2 separate regions of the Zea mays genome follow, and region 1 is linked to region 2. Evidence: chromatin contacts called from public Hi-C data. All regions are on one chromosome and are shown on one strand. The core of a region is the stretch at or near the end of the contact, and the rest is flanking DNA. Distances in the headings are between cores, read along the strand shown. Region 1 holds the start of LOC103643317 (aminopeptidase M1-B). Region 2 holds the start of LOC103643309 (golgin candidate 4).

The links. A called contact is a pair of places that touch in the nucleus more often than the background predicts.
Region 1: a Hi-C map of leaf shows a contact between it and region 2, with 4 times the contacts expected there. The contact joins the promoter of LOC103643317 here to the promoter of LOC103643309 in region 2. A contact is called at or near these places in 3 of 25 Hi-C or Micro-C datasets (bundle sheath, endosperm and leaf).

Annotation. Positions count from the first base shown.
Region 1 is chr1:221,915,520-221,921,228 of Zm-B73-REFERENCE-NAM-5.0, reverse strand. LOC103643317 (aminopeptidase M1-B) reads right to left here and starts at 2,846. Exons shown (of 19, transcript XM_020546704.2): 1 at 2,422-2,846; 2 at 2,199-2,344. The coding sequence starts at 2,631.
Region 2 is chr1:221,566,350-221,572,320 of Zm-B73-REFERENCE-NAM-5.0, reverse strand. LOC103643309 (golgin candidate 4) reads right to left here and starts at 3,905. Exons shown (of 15, transcript XM_008666462.3): 1 at 3,360-3,905; 2 at 2,509-2,607; 3 at 2,193-2,276; 4 at 1,954-2,097; 5 at 1,588-1,720; 6 at 1,419-1,483; 7 at 1,129-1,299; 8 at 924-1,028; 9 at 541-648; 10 at 55-351. The coding sequence starts at 3,563.

The sequences.
Region 1 (5,709 bases), core at 1,597-4,096, 350 kb before region 2:
TTGATTAGAGTGCCTAGTCTACAAGTGAAGCCAAGAATTACACAATAATTGTCGAAAACTGTTTGATAGTGAATATACGAATTATGCAATCATAATCGAAAATTGTTCGATAGTGAATATATGAGGTATGTCACGAGACCGAGAGTTGAAAGTTACAGCACAGAGACACAGGATTTATACAGGTTCTGGCTTTAATGTGAGATAATACTCTACAACCTGCGTGTGGTGGTTCTGTTGTTGTATCTTCAAATGATCAGGGGTCCCCTTGCACCTCCTTCTATATCCTAAAGAGGGACAGCGGTTATAGGGTAGGCACTGAGTCAGTTACAAAGTTCACAATGAAACAGAGCCGGTTACCAAGTTGTACATGAATCCCGTTGTATGTTTACAAGCTTATTTGTTAGGTTGAGATCTTAGCCATATCTAAAGTTCTAGAAACCTCCTGTCTTTAGGCTCCCTCCGGACTTATTGTCGAGTCCATAGGTTTGTGGCCGAGTCCATAGACTCTTCTACTCAGGCTCTTCTTTGCGAAGGTTGGTGTGGTACTCATGGTTAGGGGTGGTAATGGATCACGATCCAAATATTTCTTCACAATAAATTAGGGCCCTTAATAATTTTTAGTTCAAAATGAATAGGAATAGAGACCTATCCTAATCCAATTAGAGATCTATCCTAATCCAACTCGATCCTTAAATTTCATAGTGTAAAATTTAGAGCCCATTACCACCCCTACACATGGTACATATCCTTCACAACAATTTTCCCTATGTTACCCCTTTTATCCACTGTCTACATTGCCTGTTAACCATCATCATAGGCTCCTTTATTCAATCACCACCGCCGCCGCCAGCAGGAGTAGAGCATGGAAAGGAAGTGTGTGAGAAAAGAGGCGCAAGAAGAGGGGATCATGAGCTTGATTCTCCACAGATGCGAAGCCAGTGGCAGGGAGGCAGAGGAAGAACTTGTGGACTGCAAAGAGGAGAAGACGACTAACACAGTAACACTACCTTAGATAGCTAGGATGGCAGCAGATAGGAGTAGCAAGGACCAGTGCTGGCTAAGGATCCAGCACAAAGCACACGGTGAATCCAATGCCATGGAACTTGAAAACAGAGAAAGATGAACTGGAGCAGGGTGCAACAAGTGCAGGCTGCTACCCTGGCCAGAAAGGTAGGCAGAGAATTATGTCCTGGAGCAGTGGAGCACTCTGTGTGATTACTAGTACATTAGTATGGTGACTATCAGATGGTACAGATCACATATTGGGCATGATTATCAGGAATTCAGGATCAGCATCCTGGCTAAAATCCTGGTGACAGTTTTCTGGATAATAAAAAAAACTTTTTTTAATGAATAAAGACCAATTTCAAGTTGACACAGAATTAGGCTCTGATCGGCTGTGACTGTGATAGTTGCAGCAGTGACAGAACTGCTGCTTGCAGCCTTCCGTCAGAGCAGCTACGGTAATTTGTGCACAAAACACATAACAGGCAGTAGCAGCCGGCAGCTGCAGCTGTGCAGCAAAGACAGCCAATCAGGCTGTTAGTAGAATCATGATCAGATGTCAGATCAAGACTGTGACACTAAAAAAACAACTCGGCCGGGGAAAGACCGCTTCCATGGTATTTCACTAAGAAGAGCTCAATCGGAGCCCGGCCAAGAAAAACTATAAAAGATGGCTCCCTCATACATGGGGATGCTGCCTCCTATGATTTGGGCCTTAACCCGCGCTTTGAGGCTAACCCACACAACCAGTCCCTTACACGAGGGCCCGCCCACCATAGGTCGGTTCACCATAGTCCCTTACACAAGGGAACCAGCGAGTGATTTTTTTAACCTCAGTTTTCGCTCCCACTGGGAGTTAAACCTAGGACATGAGAAGTATTACTCAGACCACCTAACCAACTCAGCTAGAGGCCCTTTTGCAAGACTGTGACACTACAGATTCTAAGATATCTGTCACCGCTGTGTAACTACCTCACACTTTTCACGTAATATGCATGGCAACAAGAATGTATCCAGATGTCCCTGGTGTACACAATTGGCCTGCTAGTGAGGCAACTGTAAATACTGTATTGGTTGGTCCCAAACACGAATTTGTCGCCACTGAAACTAACAGCCTAGAGTACATACCTAACAACTAGGAATAATTGGAGTATGGCATGCACAACAAACTAGTACAGTAAGAGGAAGCGTACCTCCTGTAAAATCCCCTCATCTGATCGTTGAGCGTGCCGGTGAAGTCCATGGTGAGCACGCCCTCTCCGAAGGGCAGCTCCCGGTCGAAGCTGATGACCATGATCTCATCCTCATCGAACTGAGCCACATCTGTCGGCGCCAAATCCTGCAATAACACAAAAAAAATATAGTCAGTAAGATGAGAAGGGCCTCGATCGAAAGATGGGGGCCGCGAATGCACACCTGGAAACGGATGGAGGCGCGATCGACATCCAGCTCGGCAGCGTTGAGGACGAGGAAGCGGGTGGGCGCGGACACGACAACGGCGATGGCCGCGGCGCCCGTGAAGGTGCACGCGGCGAGGTCCGGGCGGAGGCGGAGGTCGTAGCGGAGCGGGGCCGCGAAGTGCGGGAGGCGCGCATGCCCCCGGAATTGGTCCGGCGAGGCCGCCATTGCAGCTGGCGCGGAGGGAGGGCGACCTCGAGGTCGCGGTCGCGGATGCGGAGGAGCGGCGGCGTGCGGCGGTGGAGGTGGACTTGTGTGACGAGGAAAGTGCGGAAACGGCGACGGTAGGGAGCAGACCAACTGTGACTCGATTTGTTACCGGAATGGACACAGCTTGGGTTAGCTTCCTCGACACGCTTTGTCGGCCTGTTTCTTCTTGGGTTAGGGAACAGTTATCGGATAGTTAAGATAAATTTAATATTTTACTAGTTCGGTTGTCCGTCGACCACTCACAATAATATCTATGTAAATTATTAACAAAAAGATCTAAAAAAATTATTGATTATCTCTACTCTCTTATAATATTTTTTTGAATGCACGGGTACCATAGGCAGCAAATTAGGGACCACATCTCTCGCCTCCCCCACTTCCAAGATTTCGTAGAGCAAGAAGTGAAGGAAAGAGGTGGGCGTACCCGTTCGTTGCTGGAGAAGGACACGACGAAGACCTGAGCATCTGGAGGCGACATAGATAGTATACTGCTAGATACATATAGAGAGAGCACACAGGCGGAGAAAGAAGCCCAGCCGGAGCAGCTCCAAACCGAGAGGCACCCGCACTAGGCGTCAGTCCGAGAAGGGTGAGTGCCTTTCCAGTCCTGGACCCGTCGAGACGATACAACACCACCACCAACTCTGTAGCATATGTCGATTGTTGTTGCACTACGGCCCCTGGTTGTCCAATATCTCAAACATAAACTCCTCATCGCCAAGATAACATAAACATGGCAGCAACATCGTGTCCTCCTCGGTGGCACGCATGGAGAAAGGTCAGGAGCAAGACCGACTTGCCCCGTACCCGCGTCGACGAGCGTCGGTCGTATCGCGGCTGCGACTGTGGGCGGGGGCAGCAGATTGGGGAGGAAGAACAGGGCGAAGGCCGAAAAAACGAACGGGACATCCAACGATGGCAAAAACGATGGTGCGCGCATGATGTGAAACGTTCTCGTGTACGTGCAATAGCCACTGCGCGGATCGGCGTTGGGATTGCTGTTGGACGAATATGGGGAGGAAGTGCCCGCTCCCACGTCCTCTGCCGAGAATGGGGTGGCGCTGAGGCGGAGGCATGAGGGGAGAAAAGAAAAAACAGGATGTGGAACAAGGTGGCGACAACTTAGACGAGGGTCATCATTATCGTGCGGATGTATAGATGGCTAAATGGGTTGTGTCTGGCGAGTCGGCCCCAGGCACGGACCATTTATAGTGTCTAGACCAGCCCAGCACGAGCGCCGTGCGGTGCTTGGGTCATAGCCTCGACCCGTAGTGCTGGTCTGGCCCGACACGATTATTTTTTTATTTTACAAAAAAATCGTGTATATATATGTACTATTTATATTCAATATTGAAAACACTTAAGCATGATATTCTACTGGTTAGATGGCTTCACTCAGTGTCTTTCGTCCTTCTTCCATCAGGGTGTGGCTTCAAACCTCACCTCCTACACTGTTTTTTAACATTATTTTACGCTGATTTAACCAAATGGCCTGACAGACTAACGGGCTGACCCGGCATGGTCAACAGGTTGGTGTGCCGTGCCTGGGCTAGAGCTGCAGCCCCCCGACATAGTCAACAGGCCGCTGTGCCGTGCCTAGGCCAGAGCTGCAGCCCGCGGGCGCCGCGGGCCTAGCAGGCTCGTGTCGGGCCACCGTTTGGCATGGTTTGGGACGTGGAAGTTGGTTGCGCGGAGGGATGGGCGGATTAATTTGAAATATATGTGAGGTGTTATTTGTAAAAAATGACGTGTAATGATCGTTGAAACTAATACTTTAATATAGTATAGAAATATTCGATTGCTTATACGTTGCGACGGCTCACAACAATATCACATAAACTATCCACTAAAAAGATCTCAAGATTTTTTATTGATGTCTCCATTCTTCGTATAACATTTTTTTGATTTCTTTCCATCCCCTCCACGTCGACTGTCGAGTTAGTCATTGCATCCTTCGGCTGCCTGACACATCGGATAGTTCGATGGTGCACTGGACAGTCTGATGCTACCACGTGTCCACCGTTGATTATGCGCCAACCGTTGGCACTGGCGAGAGCCGTTTGTCGTCTGGCTCACTAGACAGTCTAGTGAATTATAGCCAGTGTGTCTAGCAATTTCCCTGAGAGTGGTCTGTCCACCAGCCGATGGCCTAGGCACCGGATACTGTCCGGTGCACACCGGACAGACCGGTGCGCCCAGGCTGGCGCAGGTTTGGTTAATCCAAGCCAAACTTCTTTGCTCCACTTTGTCTCGACTTGGAGAGTTTCCTAGCACTTAAATGAGCATAGTTAGTAACTAAAACAATTGACTAAGGGTTAGATTCATACCTTTGATTCTCCATTTCAATATGATTTGCAATGTGCTCCTATACTTCTCAATTTGCCTTTCTTTATACCCGTGCTCATATTGATAGTAGGCATGCTAAATCAAAGTGATGTGTTGGGCATTTAATCACTAAAACACTTAGAAATGGCCCAAGGGCACATTTCTCTTTTAATATCTTATTTTTTGGAGATTCATGCCAACACATCAAGAGCAACTTTAAAGGCACTAACATACCCAATTACAAGCCAAAATGTTTAAATTGAAGTCAAACCAATTGAAATATCACACCATTTGGCATATTTGGATCATTTTGCCACCACTTGGTTTATTTTCGCAATACAAATCCACTTTCTTATTTTTATGGCAAAAACATCTTGTTTTAGCAAATCAAAACATCTTTAAGACCATTTTTATCAAAGGCCAAAAACTCCCCCTTTTCTCATAATCAAATTTCTCCCCCACAAGCGAGTAGATTTGCAATAAGTGGGTTTTGATCAAAACATGAGTACTTAACACAATAACTTTTGAAATTCACAAGTGGTAAATTTTTTTGAAATTCACAAGTGGTAATTGATCCCGTTGATTTGGCCTTAATTTCTCCCCATTTGGCATTAAGCACCAAAATGGAGAAACTAGTGTCCTTTAAACCTCATTGCCTCACAAAAATGTGAATTAAAAACAAGAAGGCAATGAACACCAAGGGCAACTTGA
Region 2 (5,971 bases), core at 2,656-5,155:
ACAATTTGTGAATTCGTAAACTTCAAATAAATAACACCCCAAGAATTCAATCACCTTGGCTTCACTCTCAGCATAGTACTGTCCAAGGGCAGTCTGAAGATTTAGCAGCTCCACATTTTTTGATTCAAGTGCACTCATACAGCTTGCAAGCTTGTAGTTCAAATTTTCTATTTGTTCATTTGACCTCTGGTGCTCTTCACTTATGACCTTTTTGTTCTCCTCCTGCTTTGCCATCTCGACCTTTAAAGCCCTCTCTAACTGCATTATATGAGCCCTTTGCTGCTCGCATACTACCCGCAACTCTTCAATGAGTTTACTATCTTCATCCATCTTTTCTTGGTCTTCAAGATCCTAATGGAAGTGAATTGTTAATCAATTTGCACATCATATTGTCCAGTAAATAAGTTATCATGTTAAACACAAAGATATTGCACATAACTTGTATGTAGGTAGTATAAATGAAGAGACCACATGATATTTTGCTTGTCTCACTAGTACAACAAAAATGCAAGAAATGACAAATACCAATATATGGGTTACCTTATCTAACAAATGCTGCTTCAGCCGAGCCAGATCCTGCACTGCTTTGTCTCTCTCACGAGAAGCATCCTGTAATGCTCTTTTCAAAGAGTCCATCTCTTTCTTAACCTTCACAGTAGAACTACAAGCACATCAGTACTTTTATTCACTTTGTCATTAAGTAGTATCACAAGTAATATATGCTACAAATCCTTGTTTTGTTGGCCTATAACTCTTAGGTAAAAAGTAATCCATAGTGAAATTTACACTCTATGATCTTGACAGTTTTCAGATGACTCAAACTAGCAAGAGCTGTGGAAACTTATTTCAGCACATTAAGCAACATATAATGCAATGAGGTATTGATTTAACATCAAAGTTCTGAATAAAGAGCAAGATCGTACCTTTTCCAAGTCAGAAATCTTGTTAGCATCTAATGTACTGTCAACAGTTTTTTGTGAGGTACTCTTCATACTCTTGAGATCTGCATCAAGCTTGACTTTCTCTATCTGCAGAAGCAAATATTATGTTGTCAAAATCTGTTGCGACATTTACATATGATCATTGTATTAGCACTATTATTACAGTATATGCATGATCTATTGAGACCTTTAGGCTAGAGTTCTCCTTCTGTAAAGCCATCAACATATTTCTTAGGCTCTGAAGAGATCCGTCCGAGACGTGCTCCTTGTCCCTTTTGCTTTGCTCATCCTGAACACGTCTAAACTCTGATTTCTTCTCACTCAGTTCCTTTTGTAGCTCTTCCATGCTAGTTGTCATCTGCAGAAGTACATAAGAAATAATTTTCACACCCATAGAGTCAAATCTATTACCTTAAACATGTTGATGACAGTGGATCAAGATACACAGGAATGTCCTACATAGGTAGAAAAACTTACCCTCTCTTTGTCCATCTTGAGCTCATTTAGTTGCTGCTGAAGAAATTCACTCCGCTTGGTTTCATCTAAAATGTGGAAACAGAAAATTTAGAAAAATAAAGCTCACTGAATTTTAATATAGGCTGCTAACTGTTTAAGATCTAACAGTTTGGACTTAGATCAAGCATACCTTCTAGCCTCCTCCTAATTTCAGTTTCTTTCTCAGAATTATTGCTGAGCTGCTGTTTCAATTGTTTGATTTCATTTTCAAGACTAGCCTGCTTGGTAGTAAAGGATGATCTCTCTTCCTCCGATATACTTCCCTGTAAAATGATTTAAATTCAATGAAGAGTATTAATTATTTTATCTAAGTAGTAAGTACATGGTTTCTTTGCATGTAAAAAATAAATATATTAAAGCTGTTCTTTTGAACACTTAAACATAGGACAAAACAATCACATCGACAGTTTTTGAGTAGGATGAGGGTGGAACACAATACAAACTAGTAACATATAATATACGCAAATAAATGAAACTAATTATAAGTAATAACTACCTTCTGATAACCTGCCATTGGATGCAGACCATTTGTCTGGGTACTGTGAGAAGAACCACCACCATATCCGTTCTGCTTGGTGAGATTCAATGAATTTTCCTGAACTGCATTCCTTTGCACTCTAGGTGATCTTTCCAAAGTGCCCTGTAAGATCTTATGTTAATAGTTTATCATGGTAGCATGTTGCATAATAGATGACACACAGTAACACTATAAAAGTGAATAAAACACATGATTACATTAGAATTGGCTGAAACTGCCTTACAGCTCTCCAAGCTTCTTTTAAGAGACCCATTTTCTTCACGAAGTTTTCCCAGTTGCTCCTACAAAAAAAAAACAATACACCCCAAATATAAGCAAACTTGTAAGCCTGCCACGTAAAATCAGTAAAATTGTCTATGTTTTAATGAAATAAAAATTGTACATACTAACCTTATTATGATGTGAAAACCTAACTAAAATTGATTATGGCATTCAAAACAAGGTATCCAGTAAAAATGATCTGGCAAGCAGATAAGTGAGAAGGGAGAAACAGGGACTTTAAAGAAGGCATACCTCTTTTTCCTTCAACATTGCAGCATAATTGAAAGATAGTGCCTTTATTTCAGCCTCAGAAGCTTGAAGCTTTTGAATGTCATCCCTCAGTTTAGAAATCTGCAAAGGAAAATGAAATTACATCAATTCATACTTATTACACTGCTTTCACAATTTGTCATGTGGGAATGGAACCAGTAAGATCTGTTCTTAGAACAAGTAGAACCTCATGCAACATACCAAATAATAGTTCACTTTACAGTTCAACATTTTGACGGATTGACAGACAATCAACAAGTTTCTTATAGTCCACCAGTCCCCAGGTACAGCTTCTGTGCAATATGCGTTGTCTAAGATCACAAGTAACCAGCCCCGTTTTTGGTTGCATGCTATCCCAGGAAAGAGTTTACTTCTCACTGCTTTTAACCATCTATTAGAACAGACTCTTGATATAATACGCAACATTTCTGTTTGAAGTAGCATCGGTAAACTGATATATCATCAGTTTACCAACTTAGATGAACTTATGCACCCTAACTCGAAGCCACGTTAACCACAGGATCAATTAATCGGAGGTAGAGGCTACATTAACCTACAATGATACCTTACCCACCTCGCTATCAGCACCCCCTTAAACCCGGATATCAACACTCTATATACTGGTTTTTCTTCCAACATCAACATCCTGCTCATCAATGTGAATTTCCCGTAATAACTTGGCTACACGCGCTGGTTGAGTGATCGAAACCATACTATCTAAAAGGCGTCGGTAGATGCACTCTCAAAAGGATCCCGAGAACTTACCAGGCACACCTGAACCTCTATTTGAACCAATCCACCTGAGAAATTTGCGGCGGGGAATGGGGGTTTACCTCGTCGGGCTCGGTGGCATCGGAGCCGGGGCCAGGGCGGGAGTACCGTCGGCGCCTTCCCGACGACGGTGGTGTGGCGGATATGTCGACGCCCCTAGCTGCCGGGGCGAGCGGCGGCCCAGGGACCTCGTCGGCAGCGGCGTCGTCGACCTCGCCGGCGAGCCGAGACAGGCTCTCCCGGTAGGTCGCGATAGAGCTCCGCATCGACGCAGCGGGCGCCACCGCTGCTCCTCGTGGCGTGAAGCCGAGGTCTGACCCGATCCAACGAGGCGGGGATAGGGTTTGGGGGCGGTGGCGACACGAGACGGGGAGGGGTGGGGAGATCTGAGAGTGGTGGGAGGAGAGTAACGGAAGGAGGCCACGCGACGCTAGGCTGGGTTAGGGACGAAGACATTTTTTCCCATTTATTTTATTTCGATTTGATTCTTCATTTAAAGTTTTCCGGTCTTTTCGCCGGCTCGACTTTGTAGCGCGAGCCATGGTGGATCCGGATCTCGAGCATGGAGCCATGGACTGCTCTTACTTTCTTCTCTTGCATCCTCTCCTAAAAAGCACTGGATTGTTCGCTTCAAATTAAACATAGTTGTTTAAATTGGTGCAGCTACAAATATTATAAAAATAGTAAAAGTCGATACAAATTAAAGACAAGCGAAGAAATTAACTAGTTCTATCATTTCTAATCAAGCTCCAAGTAGGGATGAAAACGAACGAAAACAGTCGAAAAAACCCCTCACATTTTGGTTACCATTTTTTACTGAAAACGGGAGCGAGAGCGGGAGGAGTATAGCCGAAAACAGAAGGGTTACGGTTACACGAAAACGAATTAAAACAAACAGATGTGCAACAAAAATGGACTGTAATCAGTAGGGTCGTTCCTATGGAAGTGCAACCGGTTCAATAGAACATGGGGCCCAAATTCTAATAGCCCTTAGGGATGAAAACGAATAGGAAAAATCTCGTCCCATCCCGCACAGTATTCTCATATTTTCCCAATCATTTTCGTATTTTCGCGAAAATATGAAAACGATACGAAAACGGGATGAGAACAAACGGAAACGGGTGCGAAAACAATTAAGATTGTTTCTCGTCCCTATTTCCGGTATCCCGTTTTAGTGGGTATTTTCCCATTTTATTCTGGTTTATATTAGCAAGGAAATTAACTTGTCTGGCCCAAAGAGGCCACGCAGGCCAGCCACCGAGCAACAGCAGAGATGAAAACGGTTGAAAACGATCGAAAAACAACTAAATTGTTTTTGTTTTCATATTTTTTTGACGACGAAAACAAACACGGAAACCAACTGTCGAAATACGGGATTGAAATTGTCGATTGTTCAAAAATGATAAACTCTAGTCAGAAAGATAAATATATTGTAGTTTCCATAAAAAACAATGGTTCAAATCACTAGATAACCATCTCTCTTACTTCCTCAAATCCAATAAATAATATTATTTAGATCATCTATCATCTCATCTCTCTCCCACACCTGCAATCTCGCCGCCCCCAACCTCGCTCCCTTCCCTTCACTTATGCCGCTGCCATCGCAGTTGTCAACCCATCCCATCCTATCGTGCCGTCGTCATCGTCGATCTCTCTCCTACTTTTCGTAGAATAGTAGCGTTATCATGAAATATATGGTAGTACGAGAAGTGGAGGTGATTTGCCTGCAGGTTGTACATTGTGCACACAACACACTGCTCACTACGCCTGCTCCCTGCACAACACAGGTACGATTTGATCATTTCTTTATTGGTTCAATTCTTCAATGTTGTCCCTGTTATCTTACGTACACATAGTAATACATGTGCATAATGCAGTGCTTCATATTTCAGAATTCAAGCCATGTCTTCTGCAAATTGGTCTAGAAAATATGACTCGGGTTCTCAAAAGCGTAAAAAGAGGTAAAGAATATAGGAGTTAACTCAATCTCAAAAAAAGCTATGGATAGATATATTAGAAATGTGTTGGGCACCATTTGTAGCACGGGGCATAATCGGACAGTCCGCCATTAGATCAGATCAGGCGGATTAATTCTTATCTTCACGCGAGTTTATCTCTCTAAAATCATGGGAGTTGTTGGAGGACGCATAGAAACGGATCCAGACCCCCCTTATATATTTGAAGATGTACGACCGATTGAAAACCAACAATCAAACCAAAATCAATATATCTTCTGTTCATTTACTTTTGCCCTAAGAGTAGACAGTAACATAGTCTTTTTCACCTCTCTACAACTCTACGTCGTCTGGAGACGTCTTGGGTGGACTGTCGATCCCAAGACAAACCCTAGTATCTCTCATCCCTAACGGGGTCCCTCCTAGAGGGTCAGATCCAGATGTTGTTAGCAAATGTCGCCGCCTCTGCACACACACAGACCGTTTGGCTTGGCGCAAAGAAGACTCAACTCCTGTTGTAGGTCACAGACCGTCCGGCCCTAGGCTACGGACCGTCCGCGCTACCGCAGAGGGCACCGCTGTCGGCACACTTCGCGGCGATTGGCGGCTACATTGACGTCAACATACTTTTTGGCGACTCCGCTGGGACATGCGCGAGGATCCATCAGATTGATTCTCAATGGCCAGTTCAAAGGATAACTCCAATATCTCTCCCAACG